Regions from separate parts of the Sus scrofa genome. Here all the other regions are linked to region 1. Evidence: chromatin contacts called from public HiChIP or PLAC-seq data. All regions are on one chromosome and are shown on one strand. Each heading gives the region's core, a stretch centred on a gene start, on an enhancer-like site or on the middle of the called end of the contact. The rest is flanking DNA. Distances are from core to core; before and after follow the strand shown. Region 1 overlaps LOC106506439 (a long non-coding RNA gene). Region 2 overlaps SYNJ2 (synaptojanin-2). Region 3 overlaps SNX9 (sorting nexin-9).

The links. HiChIP or PLAC-seq counts read pairs in DNA pulled down with a chosen protein or histone mark.
Region 2: an H3K27ac HiChIP or PLAC-seq map of skeletal muscle shows a contact between it and region 1, with 3 times the contacts expected there. The contact joins two enhancer-like sites. A contact is called at or near these places in 10 of 47 Hi-C or Micro-C datasets (embryonic fibroblasts, fetal heart ventricle, fetal liver and 5 more) and 1 of 2 datasets of contacts at active chromatin or transcription factors (skeletal muscle).
Region 3: an H3K27ac HiChIP or PLAC-seq map of alveolar macrophages shows a contact between it and region 1. The contact joins two enhancer-like sites. A contact is called at or near these places in 2 of 47 Hi-C or Micro-C datasets (embryonic fibroblasts and liver) and 1 of 2 datasets of contacts at active chromatin or transcription factors (alveolar macrophages).

What each region holds. Positions count from the first base shown.
Region 1 is chr1:9,292,466-9,297,160 of Sscrofa11.1, reverse strand. LOC106506439 (a long non-coding RNA gene) reads left to right here. Exons shown (of 5, transcript XR_002342376.1): 4 at 1,963-2,103. Among named protein-coding and RNA genes, the nearest start is that of SNX9, 56 kb to the right of the region's middle. Within about 2 kb of position 2,665, at least 8 of the 83 cell types and tissues checked have an H3K27ac peak or open chromatin away from gene starts, as enhancers often do. A contact at or near this core is called in alveolar macrophages, retroperitoneal adipose tissue and skeletal muscle, where this site is marked.
Region 2 is chr1:9,046,795-9,051,489 of Sscrofa11.1, reverse strand. It overlaps SYNJ2 (synaptojanin-2), which reads left to right. Exons shown (of 28, transcript XM_021086423.1): 7 at 892-988; 8 at 3,512-3,684. Among named protein-coding and RNA genes, the nearest start is that of SYNJ2, 60 kb to the left of the region's middle. Within about 2 kb of position 2,654, at least 43 of the 83 cell types and tissues checked have an H3K27ac peak or open chromatin away from gene starts, as enhancers often do. A contact at or near this core is called in retroperitoneal adipose tissue and skeletal muscle, where this site is marked.
Region 3 is chr1:9,148,372-9,153,066 of Sscrofa11.1, reverse strand. SNX9 (sorting nexin-9) reads left to right here. Exons shown (of 18, transcript XM_003353171.4): 11 at 2,359-2,462; 12 at 4,123-4,226. Among named protein-coding and RNA genes, the nearest start is that of SYNJ2, 42 kb to the right of the region's middle. Within about 2 kb of position 2,501, at least 24 of the 83 cell types and tissues checked have an H3K27ac peak or open chromatin away from gene starts, as enhancers often do. A contact at or near this core is called in alveolar macrophages, where this site is marked.

The DNA of each region.
Region 1 (4,695 bases), core at 1,416-3,915:
TGTCGCAGCGTCACCAGTATTCTACTTCTAGAGCTCGAACTGGAAAACACAAGACAGAGCTCAGAGTTCTGTTGGCAAGGAACAAGTTGGGCTGATTGGACCTCCCAGCGTCCAGAATATGAGAAATAAATTCCTTTTTGTTCATAAACAAAAAAGTCTGATTGGCACCTGGGTAGGCTCCCTACTAACAACGAGGGTGCCCTTATCAGATGCCTGCTCTGACTTGAAACGTAAAAGTGCTTCCTTGAAACTGGGTCTGACCGTACATAGCATTGTTTGAAATGGGCATTGTCGGAAATGGGCATTGCCTGAAATGGGCGTGCTCCTACATACGTAGCCATTAACACGTCGTAACTCTGCCCTACACCTTTGAATTTCTGCCGCAAAATTTCTGAATAAGAACTCTGCCTCCTAACTGCATCCATCAGAACTGAGAAGCTTCAAATGCTGCAATCAGAGGAAGAGAGCCAGGAGACAAGAGAACACGCAGCCACCAGGAAGGGACACGCACTGCTAGGGACTTGTTTTAAAGGCTCATCCCTTCGTAGATTGAAACCCAAGACCCACCAGAATTGAAAGGGTCCAGGGGCAAGACTCAGGAGATTTCTTCTCTGTCTCTCAACTGGGCGCCTAACAAGCCTCAATTTGCCCAGCGTTAAACTGTTCTCCACTGGCCTGACTGTTCTCCAGTTACAACTTCCGGGAAACTATTTCAGGAGGTGAAGGCATTTCCCGAAAGAGTAACAACCTCAGGGAACGGAAATGCTGCCCTGTGCCTGATCTTCAGAACCACAGGGACCCCGCCGGTCTCACAAGGCAGATGGATCCTGAAGAAAACAAGCTCAGATTGCCCTGCGTTCGGTGGCTGCCCTTGGGATAGTAAGGTCACAGGATTCATTTTACTTATAATGTTCTCCTGATCCCACATCAGAGGACTTTGGTTTTGGCTAAAAGTAAACTGCAATCTGGGTTGAAGTTATTCAGGCAATGTCATTATCACTCCCAGGGGCTTCCCACGTGCCCTGTCGTGGGGAGAGACCTGACAAGCATCCTGCTCCTGCTTGTTGTCAAGAGGGCTCCTGGCATTGAAGATGTTGCCCATGAGACCGTAAATTGTCCACAGCACATAACAGGGATGTCCTGCTCTTCCGATTTGGAGCATAAATGTAATCACAGCTCTTTTTATGCTTTCACTGAATCTCCGAAGACCTTCAAGTGGGAAGCAGAAAGCCCTCTGATCTGCCTAAGAACAAAGAACATCTGGTCTGGCTACCAGCGTTGCCAGACACAGTATCCCAAAGGGTGCTCGACTCTCCAATATCCATTCTACCCCCAGAGAATCATCCACGCCACTTACCGTAGGTACCCCATTTCCCCACTGGGTCATTTAGCAATAGACATGAAATAGATGTGTGACCCAGCCCTGGCCCTCAGGATGCAAGAAGAAGCTGGGGGATCTTCAGAAGCATGGTCTCCCTCCTGAAAAAGTATTTCACAATCTCCAGGGAGAAATTCTCTCCCTCTGTTGTCTCTCTTTCCTAGTGGCCTCTCTTGGAACCATATTCCTGAGTGTTAGTCATTTCTGATGGGGAAGAGAGTGCATCTGGGATAGAAAAACACCAGCTCAAGAGTTTGTGGCAATTTCTCTTTGAAGGGGTGCGGCAATGGAGACTACTGATAGACTGGCATAATTTTGGAGTTTGCCCTTTTTTGTCAAAGATTAAAGGAAGAAAAAGACCCTTTCACACTATTTGATTTAACTCACTCCAGTAGATGATAGTGTGACAAAAGCCACTGTGATTTAAGCTTGAATGTGAGGCATTTAAAAGCACTTGCTTGAAAACATTTGTCTTGCATCTTTCAAAAAACCGCACCCCTTCAGAATGATTTTGATTTTCCACTCCTATGCAGAAACAAAGCTAAATGCTTTTCATCCTGAAAATGCCCTTTCATAATTTCTAGGATCTTGGCTGCAAGACAGAAATGGAAAATTCCCCACAAGAAGCCTCTCGTCATGGCATCTGTCTGTCTCACACTGATCTTCTCAGATGTTCCTGGTGAGGCGGGGGGAGAAAGCTCAGGTGCTACAAAACAATGATGCTGGTGAGTCAGACTCATGGGATTTTTTTTCCCTCTGAAACTAGACTTTGTTTCATGTGTGATCTTTGCGACAAGACATAATAACATCAGCTGACTGACAAGACAATTGTCGGTATTCACATCTGAGGCCAGCGTGTCGGTCTGTTATATTTTATCAATACCATCCTCACTAGTGTGGTTGACACCGTTAAATGAGGAAATATATGATGCAGTTCTCTGTAAATGGCAAAGTTGTACATAAACACAGTCCCTTGTGTGATCCATGCAATCTCTGTGCAGGTACCATAACCCCTATGTCATTGCATGCATAGAGTTCTTTTGGTTTGGGGTCCAGATGTATAGTTTGCCAAGCTTATCAAAGTTTCTAGCTCCTTGAACGTGGCCATCATATCTTCAGGATAGGAGCTGCTTTGGTACCCCTGCAGGTTCTAACAGCGCACAGGTAGGAGATACCCCAGCCAGTGAGGAAATATTTATTGAAACTTGAGCCTGATCCATAGGGGGCAACATAGTCAAATACATCGGGGCGGTCTGGCTGCGGCCAGCAGAGGGCGCTGGCAACGAAGATGAGCATCTTAGCGGTGAAGGAAGTGGGGCCAATATGCAAATGAGGCCAGTCTCCAACCTAAAGCTTGGGAAGAGCCATTAATTCAGGTGGTTTGACAGCCTTTCCCTGGAAACTTAGCGTGTGTGTGTGTGTGTGTGTGTGTGTACACGCGCGCGTGCTGCATAACCTCACACATCACCACACTCAGCCTTGGAACAGCAGTGGATCTTTTACACCCAAGCCCCACCCAACAGGATCCAACCCCATCCCCAAGAGCCAGCAGTTAAAAATACCTATAACTTCATGATTGTGCCACTTCTTTAGTAAAAATCAGGAAGATTAAGATGATAATAAATTGATGGAAGAAGTCCAGAAACATGAACTGTAAAACATAGAAGCGACTTAATCTAAAAATAGTCATTGTAACAGTTGCCACTTGTTACCTATGCCTTGTTACGTATGTGCCCGCCGGTGCTTGGCAATCCCTTTTCTCTCTGGAGCCTCACACTCCAGAAGTAGCTACAAGGTGGCGCCACATGCTTCAACCGCGCTGCACGGGAGGGGCAGGCCCTGCGCCCTTGGCCACTTCACCGAGTCCCCACTGACTCAGGCATTCAACAGGAGTTTGTGGACCCCTTCCTGCAGCCTGGCACCCTCCTCGTGGTCAGGGATTCAGAGACACGGTCCCTCCTGTACGAGCCTCTTTTCAAAGGAGCACAGAGACTAACAGATGATGACTGCATACGCAGCCTTGACAGAGCAAAGAGTCCCCACATACAGCCTGGGAGGGCCAGTGAACACCTCCAGGAGGAGGTGACAGGAGCAGCCCTATGGCACCACCACAGTGGCACACCTGCCTCGGAACAAGTTTTGAAGGATGAGTAGGAGGAGCAGGAATGGGGATGAGGTGGGCGGGTGGGTGGAGGGATTCCAGGCCAAGGGGATGGCCTGAGAAAGGTCCCTGTAGCTGGAGCACAGATCCTGAGAGGAATGGGGACAAGCAGACTAAGGGGTGGACAGGGCCTGGGTCACCCAGAAGGACTTTGCACCATTGCAAGGAGCGTAGGTTTTGTTCTGAAAGCTAAGAGGGTGTTTGGGAGAATTTTATATGGAAAATAGCAATATCATAAATGTAATTTCAGACTTGTCGTGTCAGTCTTACGGAGAATGGATTCGAATGCAGCAAGTCTCTGGATGGCAAGACCCGTGGGGGGCTTTCTGCATAATCCAGGAGAGAAATTCTAGGATCTGTGAAGACAGCTGTGGTGGGGGTGCACAAGGAGGAAGGGAGGGTTCCAGACTTTTTTAGGAAGTAGAAGGGGTCAGATTTACTGACCAAATGATCGTAAGTCACGTGGGATAGGCTGGAGTCAGAGATGACTCCGGGGTTCTGGCCTAGGTCACTGGGTGGAAGATGACATCATTTCCCGTGAACAAGTTCCACGAGGACAGTGGCTTATTCAGCACGTGGCACGGTGACTTGCATATCGTCGGTGCCTAATAAATATTTATGAGATGAATGATGGCACGAATGCCTGGGTAAGAAATGCAAAGACATAAGGAAGGAGGTGGCATGATGGTACGTGTTGAGTATGAGATGCTTATGAGATGGTCAGATGTGCTGCAGACAGTTGAGACTGGGGTTCAAATGAGTCCTGGCCTAAGGCACCATGTGGGAAGTAACCACATCACATTCAGAATAAGGAGAACGGGGACCAGATGGAGTCATTGTCAGAGGCTGAGACCCATCAACATTAAAGGGCTGGTGGAGGAACAGGAGCCCTCTGTAGAGGTTTAAAAATAATGGCAAGGAAGAGGAGTTCCCGTTGTGACGCAGCGGTTAATGAATTTGACTAGCATCCATGGGGATGCAGGTTCAATCCCTGGCCTTGCTCAGTGGCTAAGGATCTGGCATTGCCATGCCTGGGAACCTGCATATACTGTGAGTGTGGCCCTAAAAAGCAAAAAAAAAAAAAAAGAAAGAAAGAAAAAGAATGGCAAGGAAGACTGGTGTTGGAGAGTTTCAAGGTGGAGGGGGGACCCCGGCC
Region 2 (4,695 bases), core at 1,405-3,904, 250 kb after region 1:
GTCCCCCGATGGCCTAGGGGTTAAGGATTCAGCACTGTCACTGTTGTGGCTCGGGTTCGATCCCTGGCCTGGGAATGTCTGCATGCCGTGGACGTAGCCAAACATGCAAAATAAAATAAAAATAGTCTCTGGATGGAGGGGGAATAAATTGGGAATTGAGATTACAGGTGCACACTGCTATATGTAAAATAAACAACAAAGACCTTCTGTATAACACAGGGAATTATATTCAATATCTTGTAATAACCCATAATGGAAAAGAATCTGAAAAAAATCTGCATGTATATCTATATATGTATATATAAGATATATACACATAACTGAATCACTTTGTGCACCTGAATCATTGTAAATCAACTATACCTCAATTTTTTAAAAATAATAAAAATTATAAATAAAATATACATGAATAGTAGTCTCTGGTATACAGAGAATTTTCCTAAGAAGGAAGTTTTGTTATACCTTCTTGTTGAGGTTAAACATCATGAAATGCAGCATTTAGATGAAAAATTGGACACTGAGGTTGGTGGCTTTCCTACCAGTTTTTCTGGTTTTGAGAAGGTACCACATAAACTAGATTAACTTCGGGGAGTGTCCATCGCATTCATCAGGTTGGCTCTTCTGAATTCAATGGGGGACTTAATAAAAATTATAAATTATTTTTGTAATTTATATGTGGGACTTATAAATGGGAGACTTTATAAAAATCCGGCCTATCCCCTGCCTGACACCCTGAATGTTTAGAAGTCTGAAGTGCTGTTACTCTTGGCTGGTGCCTTTCGAGGGGACCGCTTGTCCTGGACCTCTAGTGGCCGCAGGTCCCCTGGAGAGCAGGGCCATCAGTGCGTGTCCTGGGGACGTGGCCTCACGGGCTGCCCGTCTCTGTTGCAGGCACATGGTGTTTCTCAAGGAGCAGTATGGGAAGCAAGTGGTAGTGAACCTGCTGGGCAGCAGAGGCGGAGAAGAGGTGCTCAACAGAGCCTTCAAGGTACGTGGCTTCCCCTTGACCCGGGGAGGGGGCAGGCGAGGGAGCCAAGGGGCCCCTGCTCTGGGCGGGCTTCCTCGGGGGCTGGAAACCGCAGCATTGCGTTCCTCCTGCTTGTGGAGGTTTTTCTATCAGAGCTTCAGCTTTAGATGATGGGGGCTCTTGATGAATAAAGTTTAATTTTGGGGGGCGGTGGCTGGGGAATTTGCTCAAAATGAAAACAAAGCATCTCCCATCTCCAGGTGTGTTTTTTTGGTTGTTTTTTGGGTTTTTTTCTGGACGAATGTTCTTTTCGTTTTTAGTGTTAAGTTTTTAAATTACTCAATGAACTTTATTACATTTGGACTTGTACGATGATCATCATAACCCAATTTTATAGCATGTTTTTGTTCCAGCGCTCCCCATGGGGCATTGAGGACTCTGGACGGCGGGGCCTGTCCCTGGCTCTCTTAGATGCACGCGTGTGTGCGTGCATGTGCACACGTATGTTTGGGCTTCACCCTTGACCTGCTCAGGGACTTGGAGTTGCCTCCTTCCTTGCTGGTCTGGCTCAGCTGCTGACCAGCGGCTCCTGGCAGGTTCGTACCGACACCCACAGGGCACTGGTGCCTGAGTGGCTCTTCAGAGTCCCTGCTGGGTTTAAAGTGAGCCATCTTCCATGATTTCCTCCTGCTGACTTGGCGTCTTCAAATATTCCATTCTTGTTTGGGCTGCCCTGGAAAGCTGCTTCCTGTGCCCAGTGCTCTGTGGGCCCCCCGAGGCTTCCCGACACACGTCGGGGGAGGAAGCAGTAAGAGCAAGGCCCACCTTGCCCGCATCTCCGAGTCCCCACTGCTTCCGTGTGTTTTCAGCCCACTGTGGACAAAGCTGCAGAATGAGCTGTGGCCGTGGGCTCCACAGCTCTTTTCCAGCTGCTCAAAGCCACCGCTGGATGGGAAAAAAAGCCCTGTGGTTGTTGAGAGCTCAAGGGGGCCCCTCGTGGAGAGAATGTGAAGTCAGACTTCACTCCTGGGGAGTCCTGGCTCCTGGCCCGGGGAAGCTGAGTCCAGCTGGTGCTCATTTCCCTCTGCGGAGGAAAGCCACGTGCTTTCAGAGACGTTCTGGTGGCCAGTTTCATTTGGCCAGACCTGCTTTTCCTGTTTGGTTTGTTGCTATTGGCAACAAGCTTGAAAAGTCTCTCCCCTCCCACCCATCTTGGCAGCAGTGTTGGCAGCTTATTTTAAGGAAGAAAAAGAAAGGGAAAAAAAAAAAACCCTCAAGGATTTTTTTCCCCTTTGTGCCTTGATTTTGGGGAGGTGTCCTCAGCATCTCCCCATCAGCTGGTGGACCTCTGGGCAGGAAAGGTGGTGATGGCAGCAGGCCTGTGGCCCAGTGGGGGAGGGCAGGCTCCTGGGCAGGTAGGAGGTAAGAAGCAGATGCTACCTGGAAAGACCTGGGTCGTGGTCCTGACTGGGGTGTCCCCCGAAGGGAGCTCCCTCATCCTGTCAGCTCTGCCACACTGACGTGCCCACCGAGGTCCATGCACCAGCAGCCAGCCTCTGACCACAGAGACCAGGTATTTGCTCCAGAATATGAAGCCACCAAGCGCATGCTTCAGCTGGGCTGACTCTTCCACACAGCGAGACCTTCCTGATGACGGCGGCTGCGTGTTGATCTGCAGTCTGGTGCCTGGGGAGTCACAGGAACCAGATGGCCCAGAGCCCTTCTAGTCAGTGACCCTGGCTGGCAATGCTGGACAAGCCTGACCTGAAGCCACGCAGGAGGATCTGGTGGGCGGCCGAGGGCAGGTGCCCTGGGAAAGCGGGGTTCGTCCTTTGCCATGGGGGCCGCCTGGTCAGAGTGCTGAGGGCTTGCTGGCTGAGGTGCTCTGGGTGGAAGGGAGACCTCTGCCAGGACGCCTCGCCTGCCTGGAATCCACCTGCCATGTTTCTCCATCTCTGGCTCGGCCTTTGCTCCAGCTCCCAGGCTGGACCTGGGCCCAGGCGGGGGGCAGGGCTGCTGGCCCTGAGCCCCATCTCCCCGACCCTGGAGCTCCATTGGGCGGCACCTCCCCTCATGGGGTGGCCTGGAGGTGTGCTGGCTGGGGGCCTTGGCTGCTCCTGAGCACACCCTCCCGGAGGCTTGGCTGGTCACTAGGGCAACGGGAGCTGGATTATGAGCTCCGCAGCCTGGGGCACTGCCCTGTACCTGGAGCGCCCATGGCCCTCAGGTGCCTGCAGAACAGAGCAGTCCTTCCCCGTCAGCACCCTCGGTAGAGCCCCGAGGGAGGTGATGTCGGTGCGGGGCCCTGGGCGCCCCCGGGGAGCCACGCCTGCTCTGACCGTCCTGTCCAGCGTGGACCCTCTTCCCTCCTGCAGGCAGGACACTGTTTGTGGTTTTGTCCCCAGGGTCTTTGTTCTGCGCTGCCCTTTCCGGGTCAGGGCTGGTCAGTGGGTCCACCGAAGGCCTTCCAGCTCTCCCCCGTGCTCTGTCACACGGCACGGTCCGCACTCAGGTGTCCTGCCACCCTCTCCCTTCCCCTTCCAGAAGCTGCTCTGGGCTTCCTGCCACGCCGGCGACACACCTATGATAAACTTTGACTTGCATCAGTTTGCTAAAGGCGGGAAGCTAGAGAAATTGGAGAACCTGCTGAGGCCCCAGTTGAAGCTGCACTGGGATGACTTTGATGTGTTCACCACGGGCGAGAATGTAAGTCCACGGTGAGTCTCGCTGCGTCTGGTCCTCCCGCTGGGGGAGCGCGTGCCCGCCCTCGCGGCTCCGGGGCTCCGGGCTCCGCGATGTCAGCCCGTCGGGCTCCAGCTTCTCCTCTCCCTTCCTGCCGTGCGGCGTGCTTGTCAATGTTGGGAGTTGATGATAAGTCATGGTTTTCAGGCAAAATACACATAGTAATGCAGGGGCCTCGGTGAAACGGTGCGGCCTTGGGACCGCATAACTTATCATGCACACTGTGAGAAAACCGGGAAGAGGGAGAGGGGACACAGCTGGCACAAACCCAGGTGACCAAGGAAACAGATGTGGATTTCTCTGTTCCGAGGGGAGAGAGGAAGGAAATCCCATTTCCCGAATCAGTGCAGTGAATCCTCGTTACTTGCAGATTCCGGATTTACAAATTTGCCCGCTTGCTCGAGTTTATCTGCGAGCCTCAAACCAAGTTCCTGGAGCGCTCTGGGTCATCCGCAGGGCTCAGAAGGGTGACGATGCGAGGCGCCCGCTGTGCACGTTTCCGGCTGAGGTGGGGCCAGCGCACTTGGCCTTGTTTCCCTCCCTCTGGAGACGGGTGTCCCCACACCCTCTAGTTAGGGCCACTTTTTCACTTTTTTGTGCATTTTGTTCATGACTTTACTGTTCAAATGCACCCAGGTCTGGTGCTAAGTGCTCTCCAGGGTCCTGAGCGCAAGAAGCTGGGACTTGTCTCACCGAGAAAGTACGTGGGTTCAAGAGGCTTCGTTCAGACGAGCGTTACCGTGCTGACGGCCGAGACGTCATCGTGAACGAATCAACAGTGTATATTAAATTCATTGTCTCTAGGAGTCCCCTGGTGGCTCCGCAGATTAAAGATCTGGCGTTGTCACTGCTGTAGGGCTGGTTCCATCCCTGGCCCAGGAAATTCCGAGGGCTGCTGCAGGTGTGGCCAAAAATAGATAAGTAAATAAATAAATTAGGTGTTTGTAAACAGACACACACACAAAATAAGGTTATATATTGATTAG
Region 3 (4,695 bases), core at 1,252-3,751, 140 kb after region 1:
GAGTCTGAAAGGGGTGAAATCATGTTGGCTAGTTGATTATTTCTAAGTAATAGGAAGTCAGTCACGGCCTGTGTGAGAGGAACTGCCAGGATGGTTTCCCATAAACCGGGAGTGGCTTGGCCCAGTGTGAAGGATATGATAGGATAAGGGGCTTTTTCCTGGATGCTGTGAAAAATAACGCAGACCCCAGACCATGCCAGACATTCTCAGTGTGAAGGTAGGGAAGTGGGCGAATGATCTCTTAGCATCACATTTTGACCTTGCAGAGTAAACAGCGTTCGAAAGGAAAAGGAGATTCAGAATTGCACCAGCTTTCTCAAAGCCACATTGTTTTTCCAGAACTATTGTTGTGAGCCCAGAGTAAACACTGGTCTGTCTCTGCCTGCCCCGTGGGCAGTCATCCTGCCAGCATCATCTCTTCTTTTTTGAAAATCAGGAAGAAGCTGGCTGCTGGTCTTCCTGCTGTTCGTATCTGTCTTGGAAGGAGCCGAGCGTCACTTTAGTCTCCCATGTGTGTGATTTGTTTGGTAGCACCTAGTGTGATCTCAGGGTTAGAGCTCATTCCACTCACATATTTCTGGTCTTTTTGCATTTCGTGGTGAGTAGTACATGTGAAAAGGCTTCATATTTACAAAAACGACATGGAACCTTCTCTGAGTTTGTGCCTTCCTGCTTAGCCACAGGGCTGTAACGAGGGCTTACTTGACGGATTTGTCAAGGGTGCGATTTAGGAAGCACTTCTGAAGGTTTTGTTTGATGCAGGATATTACTGTCAAAAATAATAAATCTAATAAGCCTTTTTGGTGTTTTTAATATAAATGAAAAAAGAAAGAACTTGGGGCCAGGGCACTTGGTTTTGGTCTTGGCTCTGTTGCCAACTATGTCTGTGACCTGATCAAAGTATTTAATTTCTTTCGGCCACAGTTTCCTTGCCTGCTAACTGGCAGTGTAAAACTAGAAAGCTGCTTTTAAAAATACTCCTTCTTTGGGCAATAATAGCTCATAGCGATGGATATAGAAAATCCCAAAGAATCTTCCCTATAAAGTGTGAAAGATCTACCCTGTGAGGGAGTTCCCATTGTGATGCAGCAGGTTAAGGATCCAGGGTTGTCTCTGCGGCAGTGCAGGTTCAATTCCCCACCCAGTGCAGTGGGCTAAGAGTCCAGCGTTGCCACAGCTGTGGCATAGGTCACAGCTGTGGCTCAGATTCGATCCCTGGCCCACAAACTTCCATATGCCATGGATTTGGCCAAAAACAACAAAACTATGAAACATTTTCAAGAGAAATAAAAGACCTAAATAAGTATTGCAGTTATTTTTCATGGATTAAAGAACTGAAAAAACATCATCAGTAGAAAATTCTTTTTAAAAAGGATTAAGTGGGAAGAGAACTTTATTGGATATTAAGACTTATTACAGGAAGTTCCCGTCGTGGCACAGCAGAAACGAATCCGACTAGGAGCCATGCGGTTGCAGGTTCGATCCCTGGCCTCCATCAGTGGGTTAAGGATCCAGCATTGCCATGAGCTGTGGTATAAGTCACAGACGCAGCTCAAATCTGGTGTTGCTGTGACTGTGGTGTAGGCGGGCAGCTGTGGTTCCAATGAGACCCCCTAGCCTAGGAACCTCCGTGTACCGTGAGTGCGGCCCTAAAGAGAAAGAAAAAAAAAAAAAAAGCTTATTGTAAAGCTAAAATTCCTTGAAAAGCAGACCAGTAGAACAGAATGGAATGGGCACTTGATTTCTGACAAAGGTGGTACTGCGTATAGTGAGGGAAGGACAGTCCTTTCAGCCAGCGGTGCTCTTCCCGTGGGATGGAATCGCTGGGAGAAGTGAAACATGGTCTCTGCCTCACCAGAGTCTGTCGATTTTGCTAGGTTTGATATTGGTGTTGTAGTTACGTGTTTAAGACGTGGCCTTATCTCTTAAAGATGTAACGAAGCATTTACAGGTGAAGTGATATGTCAGATTTCCGTTGAAATGAGCAAGAAAAAAGTAGGATGGAGGCTTGGATCCTGTGTTGCTGTGGCTGTGGTGTAGGCCATCGGTTACAGCTTCGATTCACCCCCTAGCCTGGGAACTTCCATGTGCCACAGGTGCAGCCCTAAAAAGACAAACAATTAGAAAAATAAAATGACCTGGGCCCCCCAGGACCGTTGTGTGCAGTGGCACTGTTGGAATACAAAGTGACGTTGAGAGGTATGGGCATTTGGCCCACGTGCAGAGGGAGGTGGCGTGGAGCTGCTTCCTGAAAATTAGGAGGCTAGAGATGATCGGAGAGCCAGTTCTCTCAGGGAATTTTGAAAGACCCGCTTGGCTCTGCTCTCCCCTGTGATGTTGTAATGTTCCTGTTTACAGGAGTGGAAAACTGGGAAGAGGAAGGCTGAAAAAGATGAGCTGGTGGGAGTGATGGTATTTTCCACCATGGAACCAGAGGCGCCTGACCTGGACTTAGTGGAGATGTAAGCAACACTGCCAGACTTTCCTCCTTCTCACGCGGTGTCCGCCTCCTTGGCTTGTGGGTCTCGGCCAGGCCGACCGCAGCTGGAAGTGGGATCGTCGGAGCAGTGTGTGAAACGAGTGGGGTTTGTAGCCGGATGGCATGGACAGCCTCGTCCATGAAACACTGTCTTTCTAACCCTAACACCCTTTAAAGTCTGCTTCCTCTTTACCTTGAAGTCAGTGATTTCCTCGTTGACCGAGTGGTTAGTAGTTATTTCCAGTAAAGTATGATGAAACAGGGTGGCGCAGAGCCAGCCGACACCCACGTAATAGTCCACAAGGCAAAAATCTCTTTGAACATTGCCTTGAAGGGAACAGTCCCAAACCTGCTTTTTCTGTTTTGTTTGGTGTTTTTAATCTTGTAATCTTTTTAACACAGGCTTGGTCAAAGAACTGGAGTTCTTTTTCTATATGAAGACTAATAAGAAATCTTGGCTGCGGTTTTTTTTTTTTTAATTTTAAGTAGCTTTTTTCTTAACATAAAATCATTGCTTATTTGTTACCAAATAAGTCTTCCAACTACCCAGAGAGAAAATCAGTGTTAGTATGTTGACCTAGGTCAGTGGTCTTCCAAACCCTTCTCTGTGCACAGGCATCTAAAGGAAAAATTGTTTGTTTAACCGCAAGTGACCTCACATTATGCATTTGCTTTTTTTTTTATAAAGTTGTATGGAAGTCGAGCTGGTTTACAAGGTTGTGATCATTTCTGCTGTACGACAAAGCGATTCAGTTGCACATGTCCACACAGCCATCCTCTTTCAGATTCTTTACCCACATAGATAATACCGGGCGGAGTTCCCTGTGCTGGACAGCAGGCCCCGTCGGCGAGTCATTGCACAGGCCTCGGTGTGCACATGCCAGTCCCAACCCCCAGTCCCTCCCCCTTCACCCGTCCCCTGTGGTCACCGTAAGTGTGTCTTCAAGGTCTGTGAGTCTGATTCTGTTCTACAAAGAAGGTTCATTGTGTCCTTTTTTTGGACTCCACATGTAAGCGATGCCACATGATGTTTGTCTTTCGCTCTCTGACTTCACTTACTGTGCTCGTCTCTGGGTCCGTCTGTGCTGCCATGTTTGCTTTTATAATCTGCTCTCTTCATTTAAAATTATGTTGTGACGTTCTTTCCAAGTCAGTAAAAGCTTGTTGCGTCCTCGAGGAGCTGGTTGTGCTCCGTGTCACTTGGATGCTGTGCATCTAGGCTCTTCTTTTGATTCATTCAGGTACTTGTTGGAATGATTGAACGACTCCTGTTAGCACCCACACCGCATTTTTGTAGATTCCAGTGCCCCCAGAGATTGGATTTCACCAAGGAAGATAGTCCAGAAATGAAGATTTTATTTACGTTAGAATAATTTTAGTTAAAATATACAAGGAATCGGGGGAAAGGAAGCAGCGTTAAAATAGAAATGGCACACTTTGTCGTAAATCTTTAAAACCTGAATCAAGCCTGATTTTAAGACTAATTTAGTTCAGGGGCGGTTGTGAGAATGCAGGAAACAGGCCCCTGTGCTTGCGTTGGCCTTGAGCTCCCCCGACCGACCACGTGCACTTCTCTCCCCTACCCTTAAGCCGTGTGGACGTTTGAGAGTCAAGGACACACCCCTTGTGTTTTTGCCCCGCAGAGAACAGAAGTGCGAGGCTGTTGGCAAGTTCACCAAGGCCATGGATGACGGCGTCAAGGAGCTGCTGACCGTGGGCCAGGAGCACTGGAAGCGCTGCACAGGACGTAAGTGCTGTCCTGCGTCCCCGGGAGCTGCCCATCCGCCTGCCCGGCCCCGTCTGCAGACGGTCATTCTGCAAACTGCTTTTCCCTCATCCCCGAACCCGCGCCGCTCAGCTGTCCAGGACCCCAGGGGAGACGCGGTCAGGCGTCAGCTGTGGGGCTCGAAGGCACAGCTGCTGCAGAGGCCAGACTCCCCCAGTCACTCACAGGGTGGCCTCTGACCGCCCTCAGGACCTGGCCTTTCCTCCCGGGTCAGAGGGCGCGTATTTCCCGCGCTTGCTGCCTCCCTGCCTTCTGAGGCCCAGGGAGGAAACGGGGCTCCGGTTTCAGAGCACGCGTGTGCCCCTCTCTTCTGTAACTCGGAACCCTCTGGCCTTCAGCCCACACCCTACGAGAGCACTAGTTGTGTTCAGCTCTTGTTTAAAAAATAAATTAAAATGTCTCTTCCTTTGAATTAGGAAAGTAATACATA